Linked DNA regions of Pan troglodytes: region 1 is linked to region 2. A link is a contact called in public Hi-C data. All regions are on one chromosome and are shown on one strand. The core of a region is the stretch at or near the end of the contact, and the rest is flanking DNA. Distances in the headings are between cores, read along the strand shown.

What was found. A called contact is a pair of places that touch in the nucleus more often than the background predicts.
Region 1: a contact with region 2 is called in a Hi-C map of stem cell-derived neural progenitor cells, with 4 times the contacts expected there. The contact joins the promoter of MAML2 here to the enhancer-like site in region 2. A contact is called at or near these places in 1 of 7 Hi-C or Micro-C datasets (stem cell-derived neural progenitor cells) and 1 of 1 datasets of contacts at active chromatin or transcription factors (stem cell-derived excitatory neurons).

The regions. Positions count from the first base shown.
Region 1 is chr9:98,444,642-98,452,190 of NHGRI_mPanTro3-v2.0_pri, forward strand. It overlaps MAML2 (mastermind like transcriptional coactivator 2), which reads right to left and starts at 6,127. Exons shown (of 5, transcript XM_001147268.8): 1 at 4,193-6,127. The coding sequence starts at 4,705. It overlaps MIR1260B (microRNA mir-1260b), which reads left to right and starts at 4,237; the gene lies at 4,237-4,344.
Region 2 is chr9:98,245,306-98,252,738 of NHGRI_mPanTro3-v2.0_pri, forward strand. All of the region lies in intron 1 of MAML2 (mastermind like transcriptional coactivator 2), which reads right to left. Among named protein-coding and RNA genes, the nearest start is that of MIR1260B, 200 kb to the right of the region's middle. Within about 2 kb of position 4,601, at least 9 of the 24 cell types and tissues checked have an H3K27ac peak or open chromatin away from gene starts, as enhancers often do. A contact at or near this core is called in stem cell-derived neural progenitor cells, where this site is marked.

The DNA.
Region 1 (7,549 bases), core at 4,877-7,376, 200 kb after region 2:
AATAGGTCAGTTTTTAAGGAAATGATGGCTGCATATATAAATAATATAAACACTCCTATCACTGTCCTAGGAGGACATTTATCATGTAGACAGCCATAGATACCCAGATCTGGCCTCCCACTTACAGCTCTCAACTTTTTAATTGTCAATTGGAAACTTGATTATTATCAGTTAAAAATAACCAGGGTACTCTGGCAATGATTTAACTTGTTTGACTTTCTTAAGCTAACAATTAACATTTTAGACAATTGTTGACAAAATATTTAACTTTCCCATGCATTTGTGTAAACAACTTTTCTAATATTCCTTAGATGTTCTGGGGGACACACCTTTCCAAAGCTTCCCAGGTCCATGCAGAGGCCTGTAAAGTAGATGCATTCAAAGACTCCAAAGACTTTCATAGCATTGCACTAGGATTTCCTGGGACCTTCAGGAACACTTAAGTATACGGATACGTCAGTCTTATCTTGACAGCAGTAAATTTGAAATGCCAATCCCTCTATTTACAATAAGTGCTATTTCATCATTTAAAACCGACAACTGAAAGCTGAGTATACATTTAACTCCTAGAAGAACTAGTATTATCATTCATTGTTTAGAAGTTTATTACTACTAACACTAGTATTGCATTTTGGCAGTGCTTAATTTTTTCTAAAGCTTGTTCAGAAAAACATGCTCATTTGCTTCTCTCAACAAGCTGGGGCAGCATGATTGTCCTCTCTGTTCCACAGATGACTGCTAAGTGACTTGTCCTAGGTAACCCAGATGGTGATCCAGCAGGCACAAAACCAAGGGATGTAGGGTCCTTGTCTGATCTACTTTCTTTCCTCCACATGACATTAGAGAAAAGATAATCTCTGAAGCCAGAGATGACATGGAACCACTTATCTAGTGATCCTAGCAACACAATCTATGCAACAGAAAAAGAGCTTGTCTCAGGCAAAAGGGAAAGATTAATAATGTACCACAGAAGCTCTAAACCTTACTGTTCCATGGACCAGCAATTATTCAGTTTCACAGTTCATTCAAAGATTCAAACATACTTCACCAGAAAATGAGTTAGTGCCTAAAGTCTGCTCCAAGTGGTTAGAAATGCAGATCTGCTCAAAGCCCTATAATCCGGGCCCTCTGAAAGGCCCTGTTCCTGCAGACTCTGCAGCAGCGGGGCTTCCCCTGAACTTGTACTTGAGCTAAATGAAGAAACTGGCTGAGTAAGGGCTGTAGAATTAGGCTGTCAATGTGGACAGAATTAAAACTGGCTTGGAGGTTATTCTTGCATTGTTCTTGAAACTTAAGGCTATTGAAAGGATTCAGACATTATATATTCCTTGCTGTATAATACCCATGAAAGTCAACATTATCCCCCCAAACAGAAGTTGTCCTTTCACCTTCATTCAACAAATATTACCCACTGTCTTCAAGGCATTGTACTAGAAGGTATGCAGGATACAAAGCTTTCATCTGAGGACACAGCACATATTTGATTTTAGATGATCAATATTCTCTCCCTTTCTCCAAAGGACATTTATGGCCACTTATGGCATACGAATTAACTATTAAAGTTATACATTCAACACACCCAAGTCACATAAATCTGGTTATGGACACAGTAGCAATAAAATTAAGAAAAAATTCTGACACTCACCCTGAACAAAGGCCCTTTTAAAATTAATAGCATATCTGAAAAATAAGAGGAGCCCGAGTAAAGTGAGACCTGCCAATGTAATGGGCTTGGTGAATCACTTCAAAATGCCCAGGCCTCCCTTTGGACACAGTGTTATCAGGTTAATACAGCACTTGCATCACCATCTCTGAGTACTGTGCTGAGTAACAACGGGCCAAATTTAGCAGCTAAAATGGAGAGGGAATCTCCAACAACCCGTGCAATGCCACATATTTTCAATGAAAATAGAAATATACTATCCCTTACCCTCCTAACTTAAACTGTGCCTCTCTGCATCATCACTACACCTGGAGAGGGAGCTCCTCTAAGGGAATGTCTCAGGAGATGGCTGGTGGTTAGAAGAGAGAAAGATTCCCACTTAGGCCAGAGGTAGCACAGCAGCCAGCTATGGCTTCTGCAGCAGTAAGCTTTCAGTCGGGAAGGGCCAGACACCGCTCCCTCACTTCCCTCCCAGCATGGGTATTGCTACTGTAAAGTTACAACGACCACTAAAGTTGGTTTCATTTCCCATCATGAAACACCCTAGAAAAAAAAGGCTGTCTCAGCTTACTGCCAAGTTGGACAAAAGCAGAAGCTCAAAGAACAAGGCCAGAGGCAAACATGCCACCTTTCCTTCAGAGGCTGGGCTGTGAAGGCCACAAGGGAAGCCCACTGTGGCTCTTCACGGCCCCGCTCCGGCCTTGACACCCCGGGCAGAGATCAGTCTTCTCCACTCAGGGTTGGGCCGGGTGCCTCACTCGCCGTTCCATCCCCAGAAACACTTACCAGGAGACTGTGAAGCACACAAAGCCGCATTATTGGGAGACTTGCAGACAGATTATAAATTTACTGGGGACAATCAAGGCATTTAGATACTTTTGGCTGCAGATGCTGGTGACACACACATACATACAAACCTCATTCTTCTCTCCATTTGAGCGATTCTTTACCCCCCTCCTTTACCCTAACATCTCTTTTTTCACAAAACAACCTCCCACTGCTTTCCCTGGGAATTCCAGGGAGAAGCGGGAATAGAGCAGGTGGTAGAAAAAGGATATTAGGCTTCGAAGCTCTAATACAACCCCACAAGCTAGTGCTATTCAAGGGTAAAACTGTAAACCCTGTGCAGCTTAACTGTTGGTAGTTATTTTTCATCTGGAGCTGGCCTCAAGGAGTCCCATTTCTAGGTAGCCCAAGTAAATGTGCTTATGGCTGGGGAGAAAAGCACCATCCTACTCCCCAGAGATTCCCAGGGTCTTCGTCACCATGGACCCAGGCCAGGGATTAAGGGAAGCCAGAAAGAGCCATCCTGAGCGTCTGGCCAGAGGATGTCCTCTCCCGAGAGCTCAATATCAAGCTCCTTTGGAGGAGCAGTTAGACACAATAGCACCATCTCCTTTGGGCTTTTTGAGTACTTTGGGGCTTGCATGGCCATTTCCTGTCGCTTTTGCTAGGGCTGACCTAGGTAAACTGGAGCAGACATAGAATCCAGAAGTCCCATGGAGCTCCAAAAGGGAGGAAGCCTGCAGGGCCACAGGGCAGGGTTCTACCTTCCACCAGAGGCCACTGGCCCAGCAGCTTTGGGGGGAAGCCTGCAAACAGCAGGCAGTCACCTGACCAGGACTGGCACTGAGAATCAATGATCCAAGGGATACTCCTCTGGGATGGTGTATGTCTGTGCCTCTGGGGAAGAACTTCCAGCCAGAAACTTAATCAGAACTTTTGGGTTTGATATCCTGTCACCAGGAGTGGCTGAAGACAAGGTATTTCCTAGGATGATGATCTGTGTAAATAGCTGCTTCGTGCCTGTCCACTTAACGAATGCTCTAAGGGAGCATTACTGGAATGGACTGGAGTGCTTGGGAAAAGAATCGAGATGTGGCTCAGGAGTGAGAGAGTCTAGAGGGAATCAGAGAGTAGGCCTCTTAAGAAACAGTGCCTCCCTAGTCTCTCTTTGGGATATTTTCCCCAAATTTTGTTTTTGACTGAGGGGACATTTGGGGAATTTGCTATTTGTTACAGCTTACCATTTATGTTCTCTTAAGCGAAGAAGAACGGGGTCACTTCAAAAGGGAGAGGGGAAATGGGGCAAGGAGAAAAAGGCTTTAATAAAAGCCAGCTGGGCTGATAAATGCTTTGGGGCTGAAAAATGGCTTGGGGGCCTAATCAGAGCTGGCTGGCCAAAGCTGGAGGATCCATGAGATAGAACCTTCCTCAGTGGCTCAGATCTTGCCAGCTGGTAGCCTCTTCTTTTATAAGATGTGGACCCCAGAGAGCCTCTGGAAAACTCAGGCTTCTTATCAGTTAAGGAATATCCTATAAGCGAAGGAAAACCCAGGAGTGAGCACCAACAGAACATGATGAGTAGGCGCATGAAACCACCCGAACGCACCCAATGGCCTTTAAGGTAGTCAGGTGACATCTCGGCCTTTTTCACTGCCATCCACTCTACCTTAGGCCAAAGCAAACTCTACCCTCACAAGAGACCACAGGACCACAACCAGAACCATGAGAAAGCCAGGTGCTTACCGCAATCAGGGCTGAGTTCCTCTGGTCCCCTGGGGTTGAAGCGGGCGGCTGCTGCTCTCCGTTTATCCCACCACTGCCACCATTATTGCTACTGTTCAGCAGGTGCTGCTGGTGGTGATGGTGATAGTCTGGTGGGGGCGGTGGGGCTGCTGTTGCTGCTGCTTGGGAGGCCGCAGGAGGGGCAGCAGGGGGCGGTGGAGGGGCTGTAGTGGTGGCAGCAGTGGCGGTGGCCTTGGTGTGTTTGCCAGCTTTCCTTGCCCCCTGGCCATGCTGTACAAGGCTCAGGAGCTGCAAGGTGCTTTCTCTTTCCCGGTCTGAGCTCTCGGCCCTACCTCGTTCATATCGTCCTTCACAGCTCAGGTGGTGTTGGCGGCAGACAGCGATCCGAGCCCGGAGGCGCTCCACGATAGCACTGTGCACTCTCGGGGTGACTGAGCCCCCTCCAAGGAGCCCCGCCCCAGAGGCCCCCCCTAGCCCTCCTGCGGGGGCCTGCGGGGGCGCTGTGTCCCCCATCTTACTGGACACAATGATTGCTGCCTCTGGGATGGTGAGGTGGAAAGAGGCTACTGCTGGCTATTGCAGGCAAGTCTGTTTTTGACAATGTGAGCTCAGTGTTCAGGGCCACATGAATAGAGGTCTTCAGAGGTTGTGGGGGAGCCGTGGAGAAGGTGTGGGGGAGGGGAGTTAGTAAAAAGAGGGTGGGGAGAAAGAATAGAAACCAGCTGGGGGGAGGATAAGTTGGAAACAAACCCTGATTAACTTACTCTAATTGCATTTGACAGCTCTGGAGAAGTTGGACAGAGTTGGTGGATTTTTTTTCCTCCACCAAGCTGACAAGAGCCACTAGGTACTTTGTAAACACACGATCTGGGGGTTAGATCAAGAATTCAGGGATTGTCCAGCAAGAGACAGAAACACACAGCAAAAGGTATTGAGAGAGGTATTAATAGAGAGGACTCCCCCTCACCTAGTTGTTTCCGACAATTCTTTATGGGGATGTTTCTGCAGAGAAACACATTTCTACCATGTCTATGTAACCAGCAGCCTTGACTTTTCCTCAGGTTAAATAAAAAACCAAAACAAAACAAAACAGTGCTGTTTCAGAAGATGTTTAAGTCACTGTTCAAAATGTGCAAAAATCAAGGGAGACTGTCTTTTGGCTTTTAATTTTTCCTCCCTTTCCTTTCGCTCCGGTGTTTTCTCCTCTTTGGGGTACTGTAGGATGTTGTCTTCTCCCAAAAGAGGGAGACAGCTTTTCAACTGTTAACAATGTCAGTAATTGGACTTTTGGACCATGCTTTTTTCTTCAGCTAATCCAATCACCGGTAAAATCCTCACTCCCTCTAAGGTTTCCTAGCCTTAAATGAAAAGCAATCTTAAGTCGCTAGCCACTGAGAGAGATCCTTCAACACATTTTTTTCTTTCCCGCTTACGTTTCTATTCCTCACCCCCGGCTCTATTCTAATACAGTATCAAGAGAGACAAACTCTTCCGAGAGTAATTTACAAACGATGGTCAAACTTACAAACTTCCAGCAAATTGCACCGAGTCATGTCCAGCCACTTTTCTGTCCACTTTTGTACATTCCATCCCCGGCCAGTGGATCTGAGGGTCTGGACTCGCAATAAGCAATCTGGTTCTATCTCCTGTATTTGCTCCGCTTTATAGATGGAAAAAAAAAAAGTAGCTTGTATTTTCCTTTCTCTTTCTCGTCTGTTGTTAGCCGCTTTGCTGACACTGGCTCCCGCCCGGAGTCACGGCGATACACAGGCTTTCATTGTGCTCCGATAGGAGAGGGAGAGAAAGAGAGAGAGTGAGACAGAGAGGGAGAAAGAGAGAGCCAGCAAGCTGCAGATGGGGGTGGGGGGGGGCGGGGAGAGGGCGGGAGAGCTCGTTCGAGGCTCCCTGGTGGAAGGCTGGTGCCACTGCGCGAGTGAGTAATCGCAGCCAGGCACCGGGGAAAGGGGAACGCAGAGGGCCTCCCAGTGGCTGAAGAGGTAAATCCCAAGCCCTGCGCATCTCAGCTGCCCTGGCTCAGCTCAGCATCAGACTCGGTTAAGCGGGGAAGGCTGGGGAAATTCCCCAACCTCTACACAACCATTTCACCAGCTCTAAATGTTTAAGAAATTCCGGGCCAGGAATGTGTTTTCCCTTTCAGCCCTACATTACGCCCCGCTGAGGATATCATTTTCATTTTTCAGTATATTGTAAATGACACCACTGAGCAACCTAGCACGAGCTGTGTGAGCACCGAGGAAATGTTCATTAATAGAATAAGGAAGATAATGAATGTGTGTGTTGAGGGCGGAAGGGGTTGCGCGTGGAGAGGAGAGGTAATCACATTGTTAGCTCCTAAAGGGCAGGCAGGTGTAGCGTTTGTCTACCTGCCTGCCCATTTGTGTGTCTCTGGATAAGTGAGTCTGGGTGATCACAGGCAAATCAGTTGGGATAAATAAAATATTTTATGAGAATGATACAATTATCGATACCAGTTCTAGAAACAAACGCTTTTTTTTGGGAATGCATGATTGCCTATGAAAAACCAAATATAAGACCTGAAGTATCCTTAGCTACCTGGTGCACATACACAATGAGGAAAGTCAATGTGTAGCAGCTGAGTTTCAAAAAGTTTTTTTTTTTTTTCTTTTAATGGAGTCTTGTTATGTTGCCCAGGCTGGAGTTGAACTCCTGGGCTCAAGTGATCCTCCCACTTGAGCCTCCTGAGTAGCTGGAACTACAGGTACTCACCACTACTGCACCTGACTCTGAGTTTCAAGAAGTTTAATAATAGAAACCAAATAGATCTCACACAGATCATTGTCCCCCCATTTTCAAGTGATCCCACCTTTAAAATATCCAATATTGGCCAGGCACAGTGGCTCACGCCTGTAATCCCAGCACTTTGGGAGGCCAAGGCAGGCGTATTACCTGAGTTCAAGAGTTCAAGACCAGCCTGGCCAATATGGTGAAACCCCGTCTCTACTAAAACTACAAAAATTAGCTGAGCATGGTGTCATACGCCTGTAATCCCAGCTACTCGGGAGGCTGAGACAGGAGAATTGCTGGAACCCAGGAGGCAGAGGTTGCAGTGAGCTAAGATCACGCCACTGCGCTCCAACCTGGGCAACAGGGTGAGTCTCTGTCTCCAAAAAAAAAAAACTTATTGTGGATTCTGCTTGTTATTTTCAATTATGAAGATTAAATTAAGGTGAGCATAATACTGCAACAGTCAGAACCAAAAATATTCTGGGTATCCTAATTTGGAAGTCATTTGGATTTGAGGTCTCAAATAATATACCTTCAGTAATCTAAACAAACTCTGGCATTTCATGAATATGGTCGTTTCAAACTGAGCTA
Region 2 (7,433 bases), core at 3,351-5,850:
GAGAGGGTAAGAAAGATGGGGCGGTTGGTGAATAATGATTGCCGGGTAAACCACCAGGGACTGGGTTTGATAATGCATCCTCACTTGGAAATGCCTGAGTAGGAAGCACCTCCGAGACATAGTCCAGGAAGGCCCCAAAAAGCTTTCCAGGTAGAGATCGGTGAGTTTCTATGATCCCCAGAACCTGGGAATCCTCCTGACAACTTTGTATTGTCCTAGGGTGCTTGATTTATCTGGCTGAGTCCCTTACTTTTATATAGACCAGTTTTCTAAAACTTGAGGGCAGATGCTTGTCTTCTACCATAAAATGCTGCTAAGAAAGAGATTTCACAACCCATTCTAAAATTTAATTTTTCTTTAGTCTTCCAAAAATATGAAAAGTCACTAGTTATATTTTCTCGTGTAGTAAATTCCAGAACTCTTTTGTCATTTGACACTTACAATACCTTACAAGGAAGATATGCCAGAACCATGTGGTAATAAAACCTTTTTCCATATATATTGGTAATGTTCCACAAACCAAATCAGCTTTCCTAATACAACTTTGTACAGAGATCAGATACATTAGGCCTATCACTCACCACTGAAAAAAGACAGTGGCGGCTCACACCTGTAATCCCAGCACTTTGGGAGGCCGAGGCGGGCGGATCACGAGGTCAGGAGATCGAGACCATCCTGGCTAACACAGTGTAACCCTGTCTCTACTAAAAATACAAAAAATTAGCCGGGCATAGTGGCGGGCACCTGTAGTCCCAGCTACTGGGGAGGCTGAGGCAGGAGAATGGCGTGAACCAGGGAGGCAGAGCTTGCACTGAGCTGAGATCCCACCACTGCACTCCAGTCTGGGCGACAGAGCGAGACTCTGTCTTAAAAAAAAAAAAAAAAAGACAGTGGTATCCAACAATTATCATCTCAAATACTTGATATATAACAGTTCCTTTTTTTTTTGATATATTTAAGAGAGAATAAGAAATCTCCAACCATGTTAAATTCTTTACCAAGAATCACAATAATTTTTTGATCCCTAGAGAAAGGTGATTTGACAGCAGGAAATCTGACCTCTGGGGCTACCTCTCCCCTTTACCTACTAATAATCATTTTGGTCAGCAACAACTGTTGTTTTTCAGTGTTTTTCATAAAGACAGTGCAGAAGCTCAATTTCTCAGGGCAATACCTGATGATGGCAAAGACCAAAATAATACAAAATACTCAAGCAAAGGCAAACATTAAGGGCCTTTGAAATTTCCGTCTCTGTTGCCTATTCCCACTCTTTCCACCCACATCTACTCTCCGTGATGCAATGAAGGCCTGGGTATGTGGGTAGTAATGACTGCATAATTCTATCTTTAAAAAAATCTATTGAATTAAGGAAGCTGCAGAAAACGAGGAAAACTTATTGAAAACCATCAGAACAAAAAGTTCTCAAACCCAAGTAAATTGCTGCTGAGGCTTATCATTGATGATGTTTCACTTTCTTTATGTGGTTAATTGCTTCCTGCCTCCATAGATGATTTTATCCATCTTTATCAGCTTTTGTTTTGTTATTAGTGCCCAGGCATTGGCATGGTTCATCTGGTACTCCATTAGACTTGTGGCAAGCACAAAAGCCAGGACTAAAGGAAGAAAATTAATTGCTTACCCTGTTAATATCAATTCATTTTCACCTTCTTGCTTTGGCCTGACTTCACCATACTGTTGACAAGTTATATTTTTCTTGTTAGTTCTTTCATCCTCAAAAGCTAAAAATCAGCCCAGATAGATGAGGAAGAAAAGACAGCATTAAAACCACTGTTATTGCCTCTGGTGAGGTATGTAGTTTTGGGCTAAGGCACAGCACTTCTGCCCAACATGAACAGGCTGAGATGAATCTAAGCCAATTTTGATGAATGGCCAGCAGAAGACAAGATCTTGGAGTTTCCTTGAGCAAACCATAAGAAGCTACTCTCTAAATTTTTCTGACTTTATACCAGAGCTCTTACATGCAGAGGCACTTCTCAGCTCCAGTTGATATAGCCTGGAGCAGTGCTGCCAGAGGTAGCAGTGTTGCCCCTAGACATCACTCCCTCCATCGTTCAGTAGTTCCCAAAGGACCTTCCACCACTCCAGATCTACATGACAGATACCTCCAGAGTCTAGAACTTGAGGGTCAGGCGGCTCTTCCTCCCTCTAGAGCCCACCAGTCTGGATTAGGGTAAGCCTATGGGCTAAGGAGGTCAAATACACTTGACTGGCTCCATTTATTCCATCACGGGCCATGCTAGGAGCTGTCATTTTAGGGACACACAGGAACATCACTGTCTCTGTCTTTCAAATGGCTTTATTTGCTGCTTTTGACTCAGGACTAGGTTGGCCAGATGTAATAAGTAAACATATAGGATGCCTAGTTAAATTTGAATTTCAGACAAACAAGTTATTTCTTAGCATAAGTATGTCTCATGTAATGTTTGGCCTGTCTTTACCATACTGTTGACCATATCTTTATTGTTAGTTATCCAATACTCAAAGGCTTAAGATAAGCCCAGGTATATGGGGGAAGAAGGATGACATGACATCCTTCTGGTGAGGTGCTTACTTTTAGGCTGGAGTGCAGCACATTTTTAGTACAAATATGTCCCATGCAACATTTGAGACATACTGGAAAACAAAACAAAACATTCTTTGCTGTTTACCAGATATTTAATTTTAATTAAGTATCTTGTATTTTAATATTTAAATTTAATTAAATATCTTGTATTTTACCTGGAAACCCTACCAGGACCCTTGACATCTCCCCTGAAATACAAAGGAGCAAAAGATTCCCTATGCACAGATAGTTCTTTATCTTTATACTACGTAAGAGGCCCCAGCTAGAGCCCCAGTTGTGCTTACCCTGAGAACAGGGCATATTTAGGTCTGTCAGATGGAGAAGAAAAATCCCACCAAGGTCCATTTAAATGAGGAACCAAAGAGAATCACAAGAAAAAACTCATCCTCAGGGATGAGAGCCAAGGTAAATGAGTTTGAGGCACTATCATAGAAAAATGGGTGATTCTGAGCACAGAAGACCTCCTGCCTCCAGTCGCCTTCCTTCTCCACACATAAGGACCAGGCCTTAGCAATGGGAGTGGTGATACAAAGACACAGGGCATAAAACAAACAAAATAATGTAGCTTTGGAATCAGGAGTTTCTGTATCAGCAGGGGAGCATCGTCAGCTTGAAGCTAGGACCGCCTCCATGTCCACATCGATGGGCACTGGCAGCAGAGCTGGCACTGTGGCCAACATTACCAACAGGGCTGTCTCTGCAGGTGCTAGCGGGATGCATCACCACAGCAATCTGAGGCAGGATGAGAGAAAACTAGCCAAGGCGTTGGGGCGATCAAAAAAGCTAGCCTGAGAAGATATTCATTTAATTAACATTTACCAACGTATAGCATGCAGTCTGTTATGTGTAGCTAATAGTACAATGAAAAGATATGATCCCTAATGTCATGGTGCTCACAATCTAGTGCAGGAAAGCAACAAGACCAGAGACAATCACAATATTGTATGGATAGAGCTATAATAATTTGCAAGCACATATGAGGGGCACCTAACCCCTCTTCAGTTTAGTAGAGTCGGTTTTCTGAAGAAATGACTTCTATGTTGAAACCCAAAGGACCAGTAAGAATAATTCAGGAGGAAGAGTCCATATGAGGTGCCCCTAGAAAATTTCTCATCTATTTGGGAGAAATCTGAAGGGCTAGAGTTCCCATCTGAATGATGGAAGAATTAGGGAAATCTTGATTTGTGAATGTTACTCTGACTCTCTTTTTCCCTGTTAAACTGGTATGACTGGAAAAATACCCACCACTTGCTAAGGGCTTATTCTGAGAGTTAACATTGAGAAAATACCATGGTAAGCGTAAATGACATGGAGATCTAAGATCTCATAACTCTCAGGTTCCAGTACGATGTTACTGCAGATTCTCTGCAGCACCTCACCAGTTTGCTGACATTACATAGGCAAACAGTATTCTTTGCCCTATATTTTGCACTTTGAAAGTCCTTTTATACTAAAGAAAGTATTGCCAATGCCAAAGAATGAAATTATCCTTCCTTCCCATTGTCAGATCCAGGAAGGGATCTCATTTACAAAAGCAACCTAAATGCAGCATTGATGAGGTTATTGCTGCTCCTCTTGACGTATCTCTCCATCAGGTTTTGCAAAACTGATTTCTCTTCCTCTGGTCAGAGCAGCCTCAAAATAATAGGTTTCAGAATAAGAAAACAACTATTTTTTTGTTTAATCTTAATAATAGGGTATTTCAGGTTTGTCTAATGAAAACCAGAAGCTGATGATCTAACACAATCAAATACTAGCTTTTGTGCAAAAAGAAATAGTAAAATAACGTAGGACCTTGTCTAAATAAGACTTACAACTGATGCCAGCTAAATGGGAAAAAATAGCAATAACCTTTTAAAACATTAATTTAGACTTTTATTGGAATACAAAGGATCTCTAGTGTCTGAAAGCAGGCATTGTCTCTCTTTTTTATTTCAACAGAACTGTGGCTTGAATACAACACAGCAGGGTGTGTGTTTTCTAAAGTTGGGTCATTATCAGAGTGTTCACTGCCGTTTGCCAATAAGCCTTTATTTGGCAAAGTTTAAAACTGCTGACAAATGGGATTCTTCCTGTAGCAGTATAACATGGTACAGCTAAATATGCCTAATTACAAAAGTCCTCCAAGGGCAGTCAAGAAATCTAGGCTTTTGAGAAGATTCAGATGGACAGTCCTCAAATATTAATAGGAAACAGGAAAATCTTTGAGCCCTCGGTCATGTCGCTCTTGCTCCTATTATTATGGATTTTAAGTTGCAGGGGCCTGTGAGATTACTCAAAACAATGTCTAGTTTTATCCGAAGCTGCAGGGATTTCCGATTTCCATAAATTTCTCTGGAGACATTTAAGAGGCGGTTTTTACTTCTGCACACTTTGGTCCGTGGGTTTCTGTGGGTGTGTGTCTGTAACTTTCCTTCCCTGTTCTAATTTGTCCCTGTTCAGAGACAAATAAATTGGAAGATTATTATCCAAAACTCCAAACAACATTAATTCCTTGCACATATTTTGTGCTTTTAGACTCCAAGAATGATAATAGACAATCTCTTTAGAATGTGGAAGGGGGACCAATGTCAAACCATTTAATCACAATCTCCACCTCCAGGAGCCCCTCTGAAAGAACAGAAGCCTTACTTGAACTGGATTTCATGGGAAAATCTGTGCAGCGAACTTTGCTCTCTAATTATAGCTGGGGGAACGTGAGGTTTGTTTGGAATCAGATGTAGCTTTCCACTACCATAATTACACATTTTATTTCAAACACCTCACTGCAGTGTTTGAAGATGTTAGCACAATTGCACTAAGTATCCTGGAGTTCTTGCTTGGGAGGTCTGGTAGAGAATGAAGGAACAGGACAGCAATTGAAATGCTGAGTTTATAGGAGTCTAATAATTTCATGGCTGGAAGTATGACATAAAGAAATGAGCTTGGGCTTTTTTTTCAGAGCTGGGAGTTCTCGTCTCAATTCTGCAGGCTAACTGATAAGACCTTTTACTAACCAGGTAAAACAATTAGGAACTGGGATCACATTGCCGGGAAGATGCTGAGTAACATTAATTAGAGTCTCAAAGGACTTTAAACAAATATGTACATCTAGAGAAGAATTTTTATAATGTAGTTAAGAATGCTTATTGAGAAAGAAACGCAGTGTCTATAATCCATTGCTGACTAGCATGCTTAGCTATGGTTAAATCTTCCAGTAAGCCAAGAATGAGGGGAGAAGAGGGAGGCAGGTTGGGACGAATAGAGTAAGTGGTAGAAGTGGGTTCTGTTCAACCATATGTAGAGGAATTAATCAGCTCTTTTTCATGGATTTAGGGCCCTCAATCCCTATATAATTCCTCAGATATTTGTGCTACCTGCCCCCTTCCCCTCCATGTAGCTGACCTTAGAAGATTAGAAGAGAGAGACCACTGGGCTTATTATCTGATGAATGGCTCTGTTTTTACTGTGAAATTATAGGAAGTGGTTTAAATTGAGAATAATAGAAACAGTAACAAATAATAAGAATACTTGCTATCCTGTGTTAGATCATCTGGCAGGCTATCTGATGAGAGATAGGGTTTCATCTCGGGAAGTTTTAGAAAAGAGGCCAGGTATATACCAAGTACTACTCTAGGTATTTCACAGACATTTTGTTTCACTCTTATACAAATCCCGTGGAAGAGAAATGACTTTCCTCATTTTAGATTCTAGGGAGTGACAGGGGACAAGTCAAAGGTAATTTGGAGTGAAGGCTGCCCTGATCAACTTCCAATGCATTGGATTATTTTCATTTCATCATTTTCTCAGTGCTATGGAATCTTTGTGATCCATTAATAATATTAATAACAATCCCTACATTTGTATGGCATTTAATACTAATAGTTTTCAAGGAAGTTTCACATGCATTACCTCACTGGACTCTCAAAAACAAGTCTGTGGGTTGGGCAAACAGGAATTATTACCTTCATTTTAAAAATAGTGAAACTGAAGCTCAGAGAGGTGGCATGCTTTATTCAGGGCTAAGACCAGAGTCCAGCTTCTGTTAGAACTAAGCCTTGCTTCCTGTTTTCCCTTTGGAGACCTTGAGGAAGACCATGAGCCGCCAAATAGCTACCATGATATTGCTAAACCCTGTACCAACTCGTGGACAGTAGTCTCATTAAATGCTCAAGATCCTTGGATGGAGACCAAGAACTCTCTATCTGCAAAAATCTCTACAGAAACATTTTTCTCTTTACTCTGCCTCCTCATTTAAATGCTAAAATATTTACAGTGATAAGTCAGATAACATCATGCTGCCTTGTGAATTTTTAGGGAAAAGATGAAGAGCACATGATAAGGCTGGGAATTTTCAACTGCCTGGCACAGTGGAAGAAATATTTGTCTAGGTGTTAAGACATGTGGGTTCTGGTCCTGTCTCTTTCACTTATTAGCTGTGTAACCTGTTACTTGTTGTGTTAAAATAAATCCTCTAACAGTTTCCTAAGTTATTAAAGGGACTGTCCTGATAAAATCATGATGTGTGAGGGCTTTTAAAAATTGTATACTTGTTCGGGCGTGGTGGCTCATGCTTGTAATCCCAGTACTTCGGGAGGCCAAGGCAGGCGGATCACCTGAGGTCAGGAGTTCGAGACCAGCCTGGCCAACATGGCGAAACCCCGTCTCTACCAAAAATACAAAAAATTAGCCGGGCATGGTGGTGGGTGCCTGTAATCCCAGCTACTAGGGAGGCTGAGGCAGGAGAATTGCTTGAACCTGGCAGGCGGAGGTTGCAGTGAACCAAGATCACGCCACCTCACTCCAGCCTGGGTGACAGAGCAAGACTCCTCTCAAAAAAAAAATTGTGTACTTACACGTGTGTGTGCCA